2 separate regions of the Mus musculus genome follow, and region 1 is linked to region 2. A link is a contact called in public HiCAR-type data. All regions are on one chromosome and are shown on one strand. Each heading gives the region's core, a stretch centred on a gene start, on an enhancer-like site or on the middle of the called end of the contact. The rest is flanking DNA. Distances are from core to core; before and after follow the strand shown.

The links. HiCAR-type assays count read pairs that join an accessible place to other places.
Region 1: a HiCAR-type map of embryonic stem cells shows a contact between it and region 2, with 5 times the contacts expected there. The contact joins two enhancer-like sites. A contact is called at or near these places in 2 of 115 datasets of contacts at active chromatin or transcription factors (both in embryonic stem cells) and 1 of 9 other capture datasets (embryonic stem cells).

What each region holds. Positions count from the first base shown.
Region 1 is chr5:53,948,965-53,951,664 of GRCm38.p6, reverse strand. It overlaps Gm40305 (a long non-coding RNA gene), which reads right to left. Exons shown (of 3, transcript XR_868426.1): 3 at 672-1,850. Among named protein-coding and RNA genes, the nearest start is that of Gm40305, 23 kb to the right of the region's middle. Within about 2 kb of position 1,269, at least 56 of the 459 cell types and tissues checked have an H3K27ac peak or open chromatin away from gene starts, as enhancers often do. A contact at or near this core is called in embryonic stem cells, where this site is marked.
Region 2 is chr5:53,353,965-53,356,729 of GRCm38.p6, reverse strand. No RefSeq gene overlaps it. Among named protein-coding and RNA genes, the nearest start is that of Gm40303, 88 kb to the right of the region's middle. Within about 2 kb of position 1,474, at least 46 of the 459 cell types and tissues checked have an H3K27ac peak or open chromatin away from gene starts, as enhancers often do. A contact at or near this core is called in embryonic stem cells, where this site is marked.

The DNA of each region.
Region 1 (2,700 bases), core at 20-2,519, 600 kb before region 2:
CAGTTATTTTTTTTTTCTGATGAGTTAGTCAGTGATTGAATATTCTTTTTTTGAAAATAATTGACCGAGGAGTCTTTACTAGAAGAAACACAAGGGTTTATGGAGAAGACCAGCAACTTGAAGCTAATTATAGCACAATGCAATGAGTGCTTTATTAAAACAAACAAGCTACTAGCTTCTGGATAACTCTAGCACAACACCTGCCTTTGTAGACGAGGTTTTACTAGAACACAGTCATGCCCAGGTGCTGACTTCCCTGGTGCCCGTGACTGGCTACTTTTGTACTGTGGAGTTAGTTAGCAAGTTTTAACTAAAGTACATGACCCCACAACATCTAATGTAATTATCTACTTAACTTTTGAAAAAAAAAAAAGTGGGCTTAACCTGGATAAAAGTACCATGGATCCTGATCAGCTCTGTTTAATTCACATGGAGAGTCCTTGGAAAAAGGGATAATATCAAGTCCAAGTAATAACAGGTTTCTATATATACTACAGAGGAGAGTCATGTCTTCTCTTCCTTAAGGACCATAAACTCCTTGGAAAGATGAGGCAGAAGGACTGTCCTGAATTTAAATGTAACCTGGACTACATAGTAAATACCAGGCCAACCAGAGATATATAGAAAGAGTTTGTCTTGAAGAAGAAACAAACAAATAAAACCACATCAAGTAAGCAAGGAAAGAGATAGATTTTTTTTTAAATAAAAGGTATAACTACACATTAACAAGAATCAAGGAAACTATACCGAGTCATAATAACTAAAAACAATTATTACAATTAGCCTTATCTAATTTGTATTTCAAAATAATGCCAAAACATGGTAAAAAAAATTCTTTCAATACATCACATTCAATATAAACAAAACTCCAGGGATGAAAAGAATTTGAGCAACTCTCCAAATTTTGTAGCCTAAAACACAAAAATCTGTCTTGGCATTGGGTTTGGTGACTGCAAACAATAAATGTTATTGGGAGGCGAAGCATGTCAATTATTCATTTACATGTGAAAGCCCTTTTATTTCCAGAATGTATCTGCTTTCCTAAATCTCATCCACCTCCACACCTTGCAGCATTAGACCACACTGCTCAGAAAGCTGTATTTTGTGATAGGAAGAGGGAGTTCTGGAAAATCAATTAGGAACTCAAAAGTAACTTAATCTTGTTGATTGTTCTCTTGTGTGAGACACACCCATGCACTGCTTGGACCCGAGGGCCAGACTTACGTGATTCAAGTAGAGGGGACTGTGAAATGTCTGGGCGTTGGGAAGCCCGTGACTTGAAAGCAGACAGTGCAGTCTAAACACAGCCCAGAGTGTGGAAGGGAAGCAAGGCCAGATGCTAACACGCTGTGAGGGATTCGAAAGCCAAAGCAGCAAAGCTGCTGTCTCAGACACACCCAAGAGGGCGAGGGAAACTAACACAGGCATCCAAGGACCACAGCATCTCCAAATGGGCAAGCACAAAGCAGTGAAGCCCTCCTGAAGCCCAGCTGGGCATCCCAGTCATCTTGTTGACCACTTGGGTTTCAGCACAGAGTGTCAGTACACTTGGCTTTAAACAATGCTTATTCCCCTTTAGAGTCAGAGTAGGCTATCTGGGATAACTGCAGAGTGGGCTTTCCTTTAGAGCTTTCGCATTCCTTTATAGTTTCTAGGGCATTTTCACATATACCCATCGGCTTCGTCATTGCAGCATGCTCTGAAAAAGGCAAGACTGGCCTCTTCTTCCAGATAGGACAACTATGGACTAGAACACGAAGTGACTCTCCAAAGGCAGCCAGTCTTTAAAGGCATGTCTCTTGAACCCAGCCCAGTGCACTTCAAGGGCTTGAGCGCAGATTCATCAACTCCTATTGAGAGCAAAGTGATAGAGTACAGATGCAGAAGGAGCTAGAGAGGACCCTGGACAATCAGATGTGGTCATGCATGGCTAACCATCCTCCAACTTTCATAAAACTGCAACATCCTAAAAAATGTCTACTGCTATAATTAATTTGAAAATACTATATATAGACTCAGCCCATTAATCTGTTGTGTGTCTTACCTGTTCTGGAATTCAGAGTATTTTTTTTAATTCTAGAATGATACAATGTCTAACAGTGTACTTAAAGTTTCTGTTATCTTCTCATCAGGGTATAGAGGTAAAACCCTGTAATAAAACACACTGGTATTTTGGTTACAACAGATATGTAAAAATAATTACTTGGAGATAAATATTGACTCTAAATAAAGTCCCATTATTTCAGGTCAGTGTTTGCTGCCACGTGAATTTTGATGCTAAAGTTGTCCCGTAAATTGGCTTTAGAGCTTTTAGGATGCTGGGATTGGGGGTGAGGGATGTTTGAGCAGTGTTTGAACCTTCTAGGACTGTGTAGTCTTTTGTGGCCATCTTCCTGAATGCTGGCCATTCTAAACGCTTATTTTACTAACCGTTTTTTACATAGACAGAATTTTATCCATTCCTGAATTCTATAAAAATGAGAATTTACCTTCTAAAGTTTTCAAAATGTATGAGTCAAAAGATAGAAGAATGGGATACTTCACTTTATAACAGGCCTCTGTCCTGGAAATGAGTCACCAAGGGTTCTTTTAGAGCCAGCGTCCTGGTGGTGAGGGTTTGGCTTTGGGAACAGAAAGGTGGAGCTGCCCTTTTCCTGAGTAGCTGTGAATGCTCTGGAAAGCACACCCCGAAAGTGAAGA
Region 2 (2,765 bases), core at 225-2,724:
CTCATCTAGAGCTCAGTGCTCTATTCCATCTTCCTCTGTAGCCAAATTACCCTACCCAACACACACACACACACACACACACACACACACACACACCTCACACACACCTCACACAAACACCATACACATACACACACATACACACACCATACAAACACCACAGGCACACACACACACACACCTTACACTAAAATTAATAATAATAATAATAAAGTATTGTTTATGCCCAGAAAGAATTAACAAATCAACTCATAATAAAGTAAGACAATTATAATAATATAACCTAATAAACATTTTGTGAGTGTGGGCTCTCTCTCAAAATGTCTACCGTCTCTCTACTTAGAAGAAGCCCTGCGTGGCTTCTCCTTGGCACAGCCCAACCCACTACAATCCGCTCTTGTTCTCTGAGGATGAGGTCAAGGAAAGTGAGAGTTGCGAGGACCTTGGCACTATGACAATGCGCCTATCAATCTGAAAATGGAGTCAGCTGTCTATACGAAATGTTCCTCCCACTCCAAAGGGAAGAAGATAATTGATTCTTATATGATTCAAATACGAGTGACCATGGACTGGGAACACAGGTTCCCCTTGTCCCAGAATAATGCATCCCAAGGTGGAGACAGTTTGGAGAACTTTATAGCTAAGGACAGGATTAGGGACTCAGGCACTGTCTGGTAGCATTCTTGGTTTGGAGGTGGGTGAAGGTTAAGCTCTGGTTCCTGTATTCCAGCAGGATTTACCTGATCACAGGAAGGATGTTACTAAAGATAGGAATGATAAGAGGCTATTAAGCAGACCAAAGATAACCAAAGAGGAGCCTGGATCGACAGCATTCCAACTCTTCGTAATCGTTACATTTTAATCAGTTCATCAGCCCAGTGGACTCTTTAACATAGGTGTGGCTCTTTTCTTCTTCTTCTTCTTCTTCTTCTTCTTCTTCTTCTTCTTCTTCTTCTTCTTCTTCTTCTTCTTCTTCTTCTTCTTCTCCTTCTCCTCCTCCTCCTCCTCCTCTTCCTCCTCCTCCTCCTCCTCCTCCTCCTCCTCCTCCTTCTCCTCCTCCTTCTCCTCGGAACTCAGTTCACGCCCATCCTGAAATCAAATAACCCACTGCATGGTGGCTTCCAGAGGAGAAGGACCCTTTGTTGGGGGGGGGGGGCGGGGGAGGTTCTCAAACAACCAAGGTTTAACCACCTGCTCAGCATTTAACTGCTCAGAAGAGGCCAGATTAACCAAGCAAAAGACTCCCATGGATCCTTTGTGCCTCTATCAACCCAGCCAACTTCCCTGGAGCTTTGGGGACCATAGGGACAGTAATAAACTGAATTCCTGCAGTCCTCCGGAGGGATACACTCTGGCCGGTGAGAAAGGATGCTAGCAGGTCGAGTGAGAGGTGCTGAGGCCACAGACAGGACTTCCCCAGCTCCACCCTCCTCTTCTGGGACCCTCCCTCCTAGAGAAGTCATGGTCCTGTTTGCATGTGGCGTTGCTGCCCCCTCCTGGGAGATGCTGGCAGCTGCTCCTCATTCCCGAGCCGCCCAGCCTGTTCCAAAGCCTCTGTCTGCACTCACCATGGGGGTAAACTTTTTCATTGAGATCATTCCCATTAAAATCACCCAGGTCAGCCAGGCTGGTGGCTGTGGAGCAGGCCTGTAAGCCCAGCCTAGACAGGAGGATTTGGAGGTCGAGGATGGTCTTAACAACTTAGTGAGACTCTATCTCCTGAGAGTAAAAGCAAAGAGCAGAGACAGGATATTGCACTTGCTGACTTGATCAATATTAGTGGGGTGCCGGAGATGGGGGGGGGGAGGAGTGGAATCTATTAAACTTGTCTTCCTTCTTTTGGTTCATATTCCTTGGGTCTTCATTTAATCTGTCTTTTTGTCCCCAACCGGCAGCTCCCATCAAGAGTGGAGTTTGGCACACAGGGTGCCTCTGTGGCCTCAGGAAGGCAGGGACTGATGCTCCAGAGCCTATCAGCTCTGGCCACTTGGTGCCGTGGCACCCCTTGCCTGAGAGCAAAAAGTTCCTTGAACCTTGAACATTATGGGGGGAAGGGGGGGGGGGAGCGGTGCACACTTGCAGATCATCTGGGCCCTAAGGTACACCTGCTTCCAGACAGTGCTCTTGCCTAGCATGAATAAGCTTTGGCTTATAAAGTAGGCTGAGATAGCTGGGGCTAGCTCAGTTGGTAAACTCCACCTAGCCCTGGGCTCATCTCCAGCATGGCCTAAGACCCAGTGTACCAACATATGCTTGTAATCGCTCAGGAGCTAGAGGTGGGAGGGTCAGAAGTTCAAGGTCATCTTCTGCTGCACAGTGAGTTTGAGGCCACCTGAGGTACCGGAAATCCTGACTCTAAAATTAATAATAATAAAGTATTGTTATGCCCAGAAAGAATTAACAAATCAACTCATAATAAGTAAGACAATTATAATAATATAACCTAATAAACATTTTGTGAGTGTGGGCTCTCTCTCAAAATGTCTACCGTCTCTCTACTTAGAAGAAGCCCTGCGTGGCTTCTCCTTGGCACAGCCCAACCCACTACAATCCGCTCTTGTTCTCTGAGGATGAGGTCAAGGAAAGTGAGAGTTGCGGGGACCTTGGCACTATGACAATGCGCCTATCAATCTGAAAATGGAGTCAGCTAACAGGAGGGGCAGACCCTGCCTCCAGGCCAATTCATGCCCGAGAGGTGGTTCAGATGCTGTGAGATTCTAAATGTACTACCCAGAACTACTCGAACGGCAAGCAACTTAAAACTT